Regions from separate parts of the Mustela erminea genome. Here region 2 is linked to region 1. Evidence: chromatin contacts called from public Hi-C data. All regions are on one chromosome and are shown on one strand. Each heading gives the region's core, a stretch centred on a gene start, on an enhancer-like site or on the middle of the called end of the contact. The rest is flanking DNA. Distances are from core to core; before and after follow the strand shown. Region 1 overlaps ACTN1 (alpha-actinin-1). Region 2 overlaps DCAF5 (DDB1- and CUL4-associated factor 5).

The links. A called contact is a pair of places that touch in the nucleus more often than the background predicts.
Region 2: a Hi-C map of fibroblasts shows a contact between it and region 1, with 5 times the contacts expected there. The contact joins two enhancer-like sites. A contact is called at or near these places in 3 of 3 Hi-C or Micro-C datasets (fibroblasts, skeletal muscle and spleen).

Annotation. Positions count from the first base shown.
Region 1 is chr5:115,393,462-115,400,147 of mMusErm1.Pri, reverse strand. It overlaps ACTN1 (alpha-actinin-1), which reads left to right. Exons shown (of 21, transcript XM_032344591.1): 3 at 578-697. Among named protein-coding and RNA genes, the nearest start is that of ACTN1, 59 kb to the left of the region's middle. Within about 2 kb of position 2,892, the one cell type or tissue checked has open chromatin away from gene starts, as enhancers often do. A contact at or near this core is called in fibroblasts, where this site is marked.
Region 2 is chr5:115,571,909-115,579,141 of mMusErm1.Pri, reverse strand. The region is part of intron 5 of DCAF5 (DDB1- and CUL4-associated factor 5); the gene reads left to right. It overlaps LOC116592129 (a small nuclear RNA gene), which reads right to left and starts at 1,081; the gene lies at 979-1,081. Within about 2 kb of position 4,566, the one cell type or tissue checked has open chromatin away from gene starts, as enhancers often do. A contact at or near this core is called in fibroblasts, where this site is marked.

The DNA of each region.
Region 1 (6,686 bases), core at 1,643-4,142:
CTTTCTTTGAACACTAGGGGACTTTTTCAGAATATTCTAAAGTGCCCACACATCTTCCCAGACCAAGCAGTATAGAGTAGAAGGGGTTCGGGGCCTTTGCATGTGCTGTTCTTCTGCTTTGATCATCACTGGCTGCTGTCGCAGCGCAGCTGCCCTCCCACTCAGAGGCCTTTCCTGACTATTCCACAACTCCTTCATGCCCTACCTGTCCTCCTCTGCATCCTCTTTTTAGGCATTTATCCTTGTTGGTGTTTGTTTGTTTACACGTATTTGTGTATTTCTCTGTTGAAGCTCTGTCTCCTCCTGGTCCAGAAGTGTGCAAAGGCAGGGAATTGTTCTGTTCACCCCTGTATTCCTAGCACCTGCCAGGTCCCAGACATAGCGGCTTAATACAGATCAGTTGGGTGGGGGCAAGCACTGAGGTCTGAGAAGTGGCAGGAAAGAGGCAGGGTCGACTGCCTGTCACTCCCTGCGAGGGGGCCCCTCGCTGCTCCTGGGCGAGAGTGTCACGAGAGCAGCCATGCTCCCAGGAAGCAGCACTCGACCCTCCCTGCCCTCTCTCTTGATCTGCATGCAGGGGAGCGCTTGGCCAAGCCGGAGAGAGGCAAGATGAGAGTGCACAAGATCTCCAATGTCAACAAGGCCCTGGATTTCATAGCCAGCAAGGGGGTCAAGCTCGTGTCCATTGGAGCCGAAGGTGAGTGAGGCCCGCCGTCTGGCTGCTTGGCAGTGCCTAATTTTCTGCTCCCTGTTCTCTTGGCCTTTTCTGCCCTGACTCCTGGGTTCCCATGCTGCTGGGTGCATTGGGAAGTGGGGGGCAGCCAGCACCTCCATCTGGTCAACCTGCGGATTCTTCATGTAACAGCTGCATTTTCCATCCAATCTCGGCACCCCCCCCACATCGGCTCTGCCCCCTGGAAAACCAAGGGCCTGCTCCCTGGTCCTGACCTAGATCCCTCCCACCCCCAGCCGAATCCTGGTGCCTTGAGATCCTGTGAGAGTGGAGTGCCACCTCCCTCACCCACGGGCCTGCCTGCACTCTGCTGCCTGAGGCAGAGAACTCTGTTGCCTGGAGAGTGTCAGACATGCGCTGGGTGGAGGTCTTCCCAGGGGTCTGTGGGGAAGACTGCTGTCCAGAAGCCTTCAGGAACATTTCCTAATAGCATTTCTCTGCAGATTAGGTTCTTGACTCTTTCCTTTCACTTGAAAACAGTTTTTTTTTAAAGCTCAGTATACATTGTTATTCGTTCTTAATGGTTTAAACGAGGCAGTGCAGTTTGTTTCGGTGTGCACTGTGGTGTTCTGGAAGGATTTGGGGAGGGTGGAGGAGAACGGAACACCGTAGCCAGGCCGTGTCAGCACTGCGCCCCGTGGATTCATCCAGGACTCCTTGGGCACCTGCTGTGCGGCACCAGAAATCTAAAGCTGGGAAGCATTTCCATCCGTTCACTCACCATTTCACATGCGCGCGTGGCTGTGAATGCCGGAGCACTCACGCCCTGGCGGGTTCTGGGCGGGAGACGATCTCACTGATCCCTCACATGGATGGCCTCCCTGATGGCTCTCGTCGTTACCCTCATTGGATGAGAAGAAACCAGATGCCTAACGAGATGAGGTAACTTACTGAAGGTCCCAGTGTCTATAAGTGGCAAAGCCAGAGTTGAGACCAGGTCTTTGTCGGAGAAATCACCCCCCCATCTCCCCCACCCCCCTCTTGAAGAGGGTGGGGGACTCGCTCCAGTAAACGAGATGAGCACATCTCTTCTCTGGTGGGAGGAGTCTAAAGCTCTCCCCGCCCCCACCTTCCTTTCTAGAAATGGAGGGATTTTATATTGCTACATCAAAGGCAAATTTTAGTGCAGTATCGGCAAACCACAGTCCGCGGTCTCAGATCCGGCCGACACGGGTTTTTGTACATGCTGGAACCCAGCCACACCTGTCTGTTTACATTTCTCTTTGTCTGCTCTCCTGCTACTGTTGGCAGAAAAGTTGTGACAGAGACTGTATGGCCTACAGAGCTGAAAATATTTCCTATCAGGCTTTTGCAGAAAATTTCGCCAAGCCCAGGCTTTCTGGGGACTCAGGCTCACGTTTGAGCGGTCGTGGGTGCCACCAAGTGTGTCCCAGCACACCCTCGGCTGTGAAATAAAGTCCGTGTCTTCTGCGTCTGTGTGGCGCGCACAGCAGGTGCTCAGGAGATGTTTGAAGGACTCACACCTAGCGGGGTACTTGTTTTGTGAGTGGAAACGTAGTCTCTGCTTCTTGAAAGAGTAGTTTGCTCTATTAGGGAAGATTAAAGAGTTGGCAGAAAAAGTTTCCATGAAGCAGGGCTGGGAAACCAGAAGACGGCGCTGGGGTGGTCTGGTGTAAGCTTACATGTCCCCTGAGGCAGGGCACTAAAGGATGTGTAACGGAGAGCTGGGGTGATGGTAGGGATGGGTGGGGATTGTGGAGAACTGGGGAAAGCAGGTCCTTCCTTCTAGGCGGGGCACCTGCCAGGCAGGTCTGATTGATTGTTGCTGTGGGGGCAGGGAATATAGGTCCATCATGGCAAGAGCTTTCCCTCTTTTTTCGAAAGAAGCCAGAAATCCAGATTTTTAGAAAGAAAAACAGCTACCTAACAGGTTTTTTTTGTTTGTTTCTGTTTTTGTTTTTTTAAACTCTGAGCAATATTTCTACGCTTTAAAAAAATAAAAAATTAAAATTTAAAATTAAAAAGAACCCACTGAGGTCCGAAGGGGAGCAGGAAAGGGGAAGATGGGAGAGAAGAGCACTTGCTCCCAGCTCTTTGGCTAGACAGGATGCTTTGGCTGGGCTCTCCCTTTCTGCCCGGGAGCAGGCCTGTCGGGTGGGTGTCGTCAGCCACATTGTGTAATCCCGGCAGCTGAGGCTGAGAAGAGTTGCCCGGGTGGAAGCCGGTGGTGTGGCTGAGCACAGGCTGTGGGTAGATTCCTTCCGTGGGGCAGAGCCAGATTGAACCCGGGAGTTCGGGCTCCAGAGCTGAGATCTGAACCTCTTCCCATCGCTGCAGACACGGCGTGTGGGGGCCGAGGGCAGGACTTTACTATGTGCTTGTCCTCAGCTACGGAGGGCTGGGTCCGCTTGGCTGTGCCTGTTCCAGCAGAGGGCGAGGAGCAAAGACAGACCCAGGCATAAACTCTATCCGGTGCCTTTGACCTTCCAGGAAGTCAACCAAGCTGGCTACTATTTCTGATTTGTTTCACATGGGCCTCGCTTCTCTGAAGATTTTGAAAGGCTCCTTTAAAATGAGATAATCCTGACCTCCTCACTGCCCTCGGGATTCCTTGCTGTAGGCCGAGACTTCTACGTTGAAATCACCTCTCCTGTTTCAGACTGAGCTCTAAGATCATGTGCTGGGATGCCTGCCCTGCCGTGCCAGGAAACTGGATGAGGCCACAAATGGGGTTTGTTTATTATAATGAGATGCGGTTTATTGCTGTAGACTAACATAAAACGCAGTGGAGCAGATCCCCGGAGTGAGCACTCATGGGGGTCTGGGTGGGAGAGATGTTGCTGGGTACGCTGAGGGGCATCCTGGGCTGACGGGGGCAGGCCTGGCGTGGGCGAGACCCCAGACCTTTAAAGGATTATCATAGGGTGCAGGACTAGACTCTGGTGAGCCCCTGATGGTCGAACCCAGGCCCAGGTGGCCCTCTGGGAATGGAATGGGTGCTCTGGAGGGGCCTGTGGTCCCAGTCCCCGAAGGTGTTTGCACAGAGGCCGAAAGTAAGGGATTTCCTTATATCCAGGTGGGATTAGAATAGATCCTTGATTTAGAATACACTTGAGGGCGCCTGGGTGGCTCAGTGGGTTAAAGCCTCTGCCTTTGGCTCAGGTCATGATCCCAGGGTCCTGGGATCGAGGCCCGCATCAGGCTCTCTGCTCAGTGGGGAGCCTGCTTCCCTTCCTCTCTCTCTGCCTGCCTCTCTGCCTGCTTGTGATCTCTGTCTGTCAAATAAATAAATTAAAAAAAAATCTTTATAAAAAAAAAGTTTAGAATACACTTGATTTAGAATGTCTAGACTTCATGGACTTGAGACTTGACTTAGGTGAGTGGTTGGTATTTAACCCTGTGAAAGGACCAGAAGGATTTTTTATCTGAAGATCTTCGGGCGGGGAAGGCCTGATGGCTTTGGGTGCCAGGAGCCTGGGCGTGGTCTTGATGATGGGTCACCTGTACTGGGGGTGAAGCATGGGTCTGGGAGCCTGTGACCCCCGGCGGTCTAGTTTCTGTCATGCGGAATGTCTTCATTTTACCATCTGAGTCATGCACGGGGTGACTGCCTCCATAGGGTGGGCCAGGGGGTCAGTGCAGGGTGTGAATGCGTCATGGCAGGCTGTAGACCAGGAACGGCAGAAACATGGCTCCCCTTCTTCCTGTACCCATAGTAGACAGTTTAGTCTGTCATTGTGTTTTGTCCCCATGGCCCAGTGTGGCCTTGGGACCCTCCTTTGAGACCCAGCATTCCTGGCAGTCCCCTGACATAAGGCTTCTGGTGAGATGGGCATCCGTGATCCAGACCCACAGATGCCTGGGAAAAGGATTTGTTCTGGGGACCCTCGGGGTTGGGGGGTGGGCAGGGGCTACGCTCTGGGGGTGGGATAGGGGGGCAGCAGGCCCTGAGGCTGGGGTGCCGTAGGGGATGTCAACCCACTCTTTTTGCCTGTACTTGGCTCTCCTGTGTCCTGCAGGATCTGGTATGAGTGAGACCTCAGTGAGCAGAAATCCCTGGGGGTTTCTAGGGAAGGGAGGGAGGAATAAGTAGGCAAAAAAGAAGCCCCTCTTGTCTCCCTTAGTGCTGGGAGGGCACCGCACTCAAGGCCACAGGAGGCCTAGGTGTTTGGCCTTCACAGGTCAGGTATGGGGGGAGCCATGGGATGGGATAGAGGCAGGGGGCCAGTGCTGCAGCCTCTGCCCTCGGAAAGGTCAAGACCTCGCCACCTGAGCCTCTTCTAGATGTTAAAAAAATAATCCCCTGTGTTGGAAATACTGTCCATGAAATTTCACACTTGCTTTTTCCACTTTCCATATTGTAAAGATTTCTCCAGGTCATTAAAAACTCGTGAAGGCAATTCTTAGTGGCTGTGTTGATGGTTGAGCACAGCGGCGCTCTGTTCCAGACCTGGGTCCTGCTTTGGAGGAGCCCGAGTGCGGTTATGATCTCCCAGCCACGGGCCTGAGTGACCTCTGCCCGTTCACCCGCACGTGGGTTGTGCCCTCCAGTGCTCCCTCATTCATTCATTCATTCATTCATTCATTCATTCTTTCATTCAATAGATGTTGATGGGGGCTTTCTCTGTGCCTGGCACTCCCTCTGCTGGGCTCTAAGCAGTGATGCAGAATGGAAAAATTGTTCCCCTCATGGAGCTTATGGTCTGGAAGGGGAGAGAGAGAAAATAGACACACACACACACACACACACACACACACACACACACACACACACAGAGATACACACACACACACACACACACACACACCAGGTGGAGAAGATTCCAGCAGGAAGTGCAGGTGGGAGGTTTCCAGGAGAAGGTGAAGCGGAGATGGAGGGAGGTGAGGGACAAGTCTCGTGGATATCTGGGGAGGAGAGAGCTGTGGGGAGGCCACGTGACGGGAGAGTTGGGAGGGGTTTGTCAGGGCCCCACTGGTCATGGGCGTGGACTCTGAGGCAGGTGGGAAACCGCGGAGGTCCTGAGCAAATGGGTGATGGGCAGGGAGGGCATTTACTCCATCACACCTTGTACTGCGTGTATTTCTGCTTTCCAACTTCGGGCCACAAGAAATGACCCTACAACAGGCCCTGTCATACAGCAGCCTTACGCAGCGTGTCCGACCATCGGCTAGGCATAGATTTCTAGAGGGAGAGTTCACTGTCCGGAAGTCGAAAAACTTCAGGGTGCTTGATCCTGTTGCCAAATTATTTTCCAGAAAGTGTGTTTTTGTTTTTGTTTTTAAAGATTTATTTATTTGAGGGGCGCCTGGATGGCTCAGTGGGTTAAAGCCTCTGCCTTTGGCTCGGGTCAGGATCCCGGGGTCCTGGGATTGAGCCCTGTGTCAGGCTCTCTGCTCAGCAGGGAGCCTGCTTCCCCCTCTCTCTCTCTGCCTGCCTCTCTGCCTACTTGTGATCTCTGTCTGTCAAATAAATAAATAAAATCTTCAAAAAAAAAGATTATATTTATTTGAGAGAGCGAGCGAGTGAACACTGGAGCATGTGTGGGCGGGAGGGGCAGAGGGAGAGAGAATCTAGAGCAGACTCTGTGCTGAACATGGAGCCTGACACGGGGCTCGATCTCACAACGCAGAGATCACCACCTGAGCTGAAACCACAAGTCGAATGCTAAACTGCGTGTGCCACCCGGGCACCCCAGAAAGTGTTTTTTCACACCAGTTTACACTTGTATCCACAGTGTGGTCGGTAGCCTTTGTTTACCATCAACCCACGTGAAGGTGTGTGTTCCTTGTTTTTTCAAGTGGCTAATTTAATAGCTAGGAAAATGTTAACATCTTTTTTTTTTAAATTTTTATTTATTTATTTGTCAGAGACAGAAGGAGAGAGAGCGAGCCAGCACAGGCAGACAGAGAGGCAGGCAGAGGCAGAGGGAGAAGCAGGCTCCCTGCCCATCAAGGAGCCCGATGTGGGACTTGATCCCAGGACCCAGGGATC
Region 2 (7,233 bases), core at 3,317-5,816, 180 kb before region 1:
CTCTTTTTTTTTTTTTTTAAAGATTTTATTTACTTATTTGACAGAGAGAGATCACAAGTAGGCAGAGAGGCAGGCAGAGAGAGAAAGAGGGGGAAGCAGGCTCCCTGCCAAGCAGAGAGCCCGAGCATGTAACTCGATCTCGGGATTGTGAATTCAGGCCCCACGTTGGATATGGAGATTACTTAAAATCTTAAAAAAAGAAAATTTCCTTAATTGTCTCATGAATGCTACAAATGATTCAGGATTTAGATAGGGTTCATACAAAGCAATTATTTAATATGGCCTCTGAGTCTCTTAATCAATAACTATTCCCGCCTCTCACATTTTTCCATTGCAAATCTATTTGTTAAAATAACTATTATTTATCTTACGGAATTTCTCACATTTTAGATTATAGTGATTGCATTTTACACTGTCGTTTAGCATGTTTCTTCTGACCCATTTTTTCCTATAAACTGTTTTTAGATTATGGGGCTTGAAGTGATTCAGGGTTTTATGGGTGGTTTTATTTTTGGGGGGTTTTTTTGGTTGTTGTTACAAAAATATTTCATAGGTGGCATTAGATATATCCATAAGGATGCTAAAAATGTCTAGCTTTGTCTCTACTTTTGTTTTAAAATACATTGACCGACTTCTAATTTGGCTTTTTGAAATACAAGTGGTGCTGCTGAAGTTGTGGAGAAACTGGATCGCTCCTGCATTGCTGGTGGGAATGTACCATCGTATTGCCACTCTGAAACATAGTTTGGTAGTTCCTTTATAGATTAAAAATGAACTTCCCAGTCTCAAAAGATACATACTGCATGATTCCATGTAAACATTCACAAACTAATATAGTTGAACAGATGGAGAACCGATAAGTGGTTGCCAGATGTTAGCAATGGGGAGAGAGTGGGGATGAATGTGGCCATACAAGGGAGGGTAGCATGAGGGAGTCTTGTGATGATGGTAACATACTTCTTCTTCTTTTTTTTTTTTTTAAATATGGAATGCTTCACGAATTTGTGTGTCATCCTTGCGCAGGGGCGATGCTAATCTCTGTATCGTTCCAATTTTAGTATAGCTGAAGCGAGCACCACAGGTGTTTTAATTGTAGTGGTTACATGAGCTGTGCATGTGATCTAATTGCATAGAGCTACACACACACACACACACACACACACAAATGATTGCATGTGTAATCGGCAAAATCTGAATAAGCTCTATAGAGTGTATCTATGTAAATTTCCTGGTTTTGATATTTTACTATTGTTATCTAGGATGGTAACACAGGGAGAGGGTGGCTAAAGCGTACAAAGGATCTTTTTGTACATGTCTCTGCAACTTCCTCTGAATCTGTACTTGCTTCAGAATTAGAAGTTAAAAAAATATGGATTCTGTCTTAGTAAAGTTCTCCTTTTAAAACTTCGAATAAAGCTGAAGTCCATTCTGACTACTACTTATTCCAGTACTGGTCTCCTGTCCCCTCCCCTGAGAGTAATGAGTGTTAGGAATTTGTAGTATATGCCTCCAGAACTTTTTCTTTTTTTTTTACTTTTATATGCTAACATATGTATCCATAGAAAACGTACAGAGTTGTCTCTCTATGCATGTATGTTTTTCACTCATCAGTATGTGTTGGAAATTTACCCATACATTAATATACCTGGATTTATCTCATTTCTTTTGCCAGTTAAGAATTTGAGTCAACTCTCTGACTCTTTCTGTTGAGTCAGCTGAGATTTTTCTTCTAGAAGTCTATTGTAAGCACTCCCACCCCTGTGTCCCCAGTGGAGGGTAGATAGTCTTCCTATATCTCTCACTACACATGTTTCCCTTACTACAACACTATGTATGTTATAGATGGAAACTTTTGGTTTCCTTATACCTAATAGGTTCTTGAGGTTGTCTCCTTCATCTTTTTTTCTTTTTCTTTCTTAAGATTTTATTTATTGGGGTGCCTGGGTGGCATTGATCAAGTCCCGAATCGGGCTCCCTGCTCAGCGGAAGCGTGCTTCTCCCTTTCCCACTCCCTTTGCTTGTGTTCCATCTCTTGTGTGTGTCTCTCTCTCAAATAAATAAAATCTATTAAAGATTTTAAAATCTTTTTTAAAAAGATTTTATTTATGTATTTGACAGCAGCAGCGAGAGAGGGAACTCAAGCAGGGGGATAGGGAGAGGGAGAGAAGCAGGTTCCCCGCTGAGTAGGGAGCCTGAGAGGGGCTCCAGTCCCAGGACCCTGGGATCATGACCTGAGCTGAAGGCAGGTGCTTAACAACTGAGCCCACCCACGTGCCCCATCTCCTTCATCTTATTTCAAACTTGAAACTGTGGGCCTAGTGCAGTATGTAAAATAGTTAGTAGGTATTCAGTAAATGTTTATTCAGTAAATGCATGCATGAACACATGAGTTAATGAATGACAGGACAGGGTGTGAAGTGAATTACTTAGATAAATCCTCTGGCCCTGATGCCTCCTCGTCTGATAGTATTTTCTGAGGTAGAATAATCCATCTCCACCATGTATTCTGTGAAATCTTGGTTTTTTGTTTTGTTGTTTTGTTTTTGCAGTTTATTTGTTTTTAAGAATTATTTATTAGAGAGGTGGGAGGAACAGAGGGAGAGGGAGAGAGAAACACAAGCAGACTCCACGCTGAGTATGGAGCCCCACATGGGGTTCGATCTCACCATCTGGTATCATGACCTGAGGTAAAACCAAGAGTCCAGCGCTTAACCAGCTGTGCTACCAAGGCACCCCTCTGTGAAATCCTGTTGAGCCAAGAAACAGAAAAAAATGTGCTGGTTCTACGTCTGCTGCTTATCTGTCGTGTGCTCAGGACCAAATCACGTAACTGCTTAGGACCTTGGTTTCCACCAGTGTGAAATGAGAATCATGGGATCATGGCCTGAGCTGAAGGCAGATGCTTAACCGACTGAGCCACCCAGGTGCCCTGCCTCTTGCAATTTTTCCAATTTTCTGCTGCTTTGTGGCTTGCCTCTCAGATTGGGTTTCATGTGTAGATAAATGTCAGGACCCATGTGAACTTTGGTGGATCCCATTTTTTTTTTTTTTAATGTACAAAGTCAAGAGTTTTTGAAACAGCTGCTCACAATCCATTAGATCATTCATTCAGCAGCTCTTTATTGAATGACGATTATGTGTCTGGCACTGTTCAGGCACTTGGGATGTATGGGGAAAACAAACAAAAGCTCACAGTCTAGTGGGAAAAGACAAATAAGAAACAAAATAAATACATAAAAATATATGGTGTATAAGGTGGTGATTCATGTACTACAGAACAATAAAGCAGGCAAGGGAGACGGAGTACTGGGGAGCTGGTATTTTTGCACAGGGTGTCAGAAAGGGCCTGGTTGAGGAGGATACTTGAAGAAAGAATCATGGGCATCCCTGGAGAGGACCTTTCTGGACTTCAGGATCTGCAAATGCAGACCCTGAAGCAGAAGCATGTTTGACTTGTTCTAGGGTCAGCAAGGAGGCATAATGTGGTTGAAGTAGAGTAAAGTAAGAAGAGTGCTAGAAGGTGGGGTCAGAGATACAGGGGTCGGAGAGATGGTTGTCTAGGGTTTTACTGGTGTCATAAGGAATTGGTTTTTACTCTGGTGTAAATGGGGAGCCACTGGATGACCTTTAGCAAAGGAATGATGTGTTCTGACTCATGGTTCATCATCCCTCTGGCTGTGTTATTCAAGATAAATGAAGCATGGGCCAAGAGTGGAAGCAAGGAGGCTAAGGTAGGAAGCTCTTTCAATAATTCTGTGGGCCACGACATCATTGTAGATGGTCACAAGTATTTATTAAATAAAAAAAATATAGAATAGAAAATCAGTGCATAGCATTATAGTAGGTGGTAAGTATTGTTTAATGAAGTTATGCTAAAAGATGTGGGTGTACTGGGATGCGGTATAAAATGTACTTTACAAAAGGTTGCTAGAAAAAAGTTTCAAAGCCATTATTCTAAGACAGTTGTGTGACTGCCAACTAGAAGGGACTTAGGTGTTTGGATACGTTCTCAGTGAGCGGCTCCTATGAGAAACAGGCTGGCTTCCTGTTTCCTCTCCCATCAGTCAGCAGTTTGGCTTGGCCTTCCCTCCCTTTCTTTTGCATCCCTCGCATCTCTCATTTTCAACTATTTGTGTAGGAGTTCTTCCTAGAAGGTAAGAAATTGAGATTTTGTTTTCAGACCCTCTTCTGCTTAGGATTTTTTCCAGACTTTGCCTCTTTCCTCTTTAACGTTTCTCCAGCTTTGTGATCTTGTACCCTAACAGTCATGTACCCACCCCAGTTTCCCCTCCTGCCATCAGGGACTGCCTGTTTACCTGCATGTATTCCCACCCCCTCCTGCAGCGCTGCTACCGTTGCTATAGGAGCTGCCATCCCTCTTCCCCTGGCTTTTTCCTGCCTCTTGCCACCCACTGTTCATTAAACTCTTCCTTTCCAGTTTTATGTACTGTGAGGTCGGGGCTGATGCTATTGTAAAAATCTGTCAGAAGGTAGGACCAGGAGTAGTTAGTTGTAAGTGAAGATGAAATGGCTGCTTACGAAATCCCTCTCTGTTTTCTGTAGCTTGGGATGGAGGGGGATTCTGAGTAAGCCAGGCCGTCTGATGAGCTGAGATGACTAAATGTTGAGTCCTTGTTCTGTGGGAAATTCATGAGTGTCTTATAACAAATCTTTTGCTTATGGCAGTGCCTCTTACTTTATTTTGAAATCTTGTTTGATTCTGTGTGGTTTTTGGGAATCTCTGGGCCAAATGCAAAAATTTAGGTTCCAAATCACTTCAACTTTGGGTATGTCCCTCTTCTGGAAGATGGTGTGATTAGAAATACTGCAAGCCCGCCATCCATGTTTGCTTTGTGGAGGGACTAGATATGTCATTTGGTCATTTAAAGATGTGTTAAAAAGATTTTTTAAAAAGATGTTATTTCTAAGTAATCTTTCTACCCACACCATGGGGCTCAAACCCACAACCATGAGATCAAGAGTTGCATGCTCTATTGACTGAACCACCCAGCCACCCCTATCCAAAGATCTCTTTATCAGAAATTTACCAGGCCCTTCTGCCAACTTCAGTCAAATTTAAATTTCTGGGTATTCAAGAAGGGAAGGAAATCTTATCAGGTACGCTGAACCTGTATCTATATTTCAAGCCAGAGAGGTTTGGCAGTGAATCATGTTCTGGGGAAAGTGAGTTTGTTTAGACACAGATCACAGCGTTATCTTTCTCATACTAGTTGTCTAATAGTTCCAGCTTCCTCTAGGGAAGTCTCAATCTTGAAATTGAGGATTGCGTTAGAAAAAACAAAAGAGAAAAGGTTCTCCTGCCAACTCACATAAAATAAATGGCTAAGGGATTATTATGACCCTGAGCATTCTTAAATAAGATTGGTGTGGGCTGTGACTCCCTGAACTTGTTTGCTTTCTAATTCTATTGTTCTCTAGGATTTGTCATATTCTATGGGTTGTGCGAGTACAAAATGTCTTTTACTCCTTATAGGTTATCCCATCCTAAAGCAGAAACTGGAGGGGAGGAAGGGATTTCCCCCACCTATATAGGATCTTGATTGTGCCACTCTGGTGGTACAATACCAGGTCTGATGTCTGTGATTTGGAATAACAGTACATTTCATGGGTGTTATTGAAGCTTTCACTTGGAAAATGTAAGGAATTTCATGCTGGTGGGCATTGGTAAATCATGTTGGTACCGGCAGATGAATTACTTAGTCATGGTTTTATGGAAATCTAGCTCCATAGAATCTAATCTTGGAAAAGTTAGCAGTGCCCTGTCTTGTGTTGAACATGATCACAACGTATCTTTCTCCCAGTTACTTTCCTTGGAAACAGCCTTAGCCTGTTTCTCTTCTATTCCAAGCCCTTATCCTTGGCCAAGTACTTTTAAAAATGTTCTTTTTACTCCGTAAGAGCAATAAAAAAAGTCCATTTGAATACTGGGGGTGGGAGGGAGCAAAAAAGGAAAAATTCAGGAGACCACACTAGTGAGAAATATTTTCCTGTTGTTCTGTGGTTCTCCTGCTTTTCGTCCTGGATCTTTTACATGCTGACCCTTGGATTACCTCCTACCCCATTCTTGTTGCATTTTATGACAAATCATTGATTGAAGATAGGTTGGGAATAGATTTTTTTGCTTTTCTTTTTCTAAATAAGGATATTTTGAGTTGAATACATTTTAATCTGTTGCTTGCCTTTCAAGATACTGCTCGTCTTATCTGGGTTCATAATGGTGGCCATTTTTCTGAAGAGTGGGGATAGTGCCATCTCCCTTATCAAGATCAAGAGTTGAGAAAGCAAGTAAAGATTGAGGCAGTCTTCCCTCAGTTCTCCAAGAGGAAATGAGAAAATTCTCCATTGGGGAATGTATTGATGACAAGAAAAAGACATTTCAGGCACTCTTGGTAGAGAGGAACTCTGGTTTTCAAAAGGAATTAGAGTCCTTTCTGCTAATGGACATGGGGCTGTAAAAAGTGCCATATTGTATAATTGGTTTTTTTTGAACCTCTGGTAATCTACCTTCTCTCCACCTTGTTTTCCTCCTGACCCCATTCTCTCTTCTCTTCCTGCTTCCTTTCCCCCAAAATGCCAAAAATGAAACCAACCATCTTTCTCAAGGTGGTTTGAAAGTCACATGCATCAGAATTAATTGGGGTTGTTAAATTCAGATTCCTGGGCCCACTTCCCAGATTGAATTAGAATATCTGGGGGTGGATCCAGAAAATCCACATTTTTAAAGAGTCCCAGATGATTTCTCAGGCACTTTACACTTGGAACCTTAAACTACAGATCTTTGACATAATCTTTGTATCTTGACTGTGAGGGCAGACTGCTTCTAAGCTTTTTCTTCCTAATGAACTAGATCATCCTTACCATTCTCACCAGGAAGAGCCAGCTGTAGAGCCCCTGCTGAGAAATCATGGTTAACATCGTTCACTCTCTGGATTTCAGGTATCATTCTGCCCTCTGGTAGGAGTTGAATTTTGTGCCCAAACACGAAGAATTCTGTTTTAGCAGCTGATGCTTTTTAGACAGCACCCCCAGACGCTTAGGAGCAAGTTCTACACCCTTCCCTCTGTGTGAGAGAAAGGAGTTCCCTGCCCAGAAGCACAGGAGAGAAAAGTTAGTGACTCTCCTAGAGCCCACAAACAGACCTCTGTAGGGTGGCTAGAATGCGAAAATTGGTCAAAGAGCTCTGGTGGGGGTGGGATGGGCCTGATGCCTGTC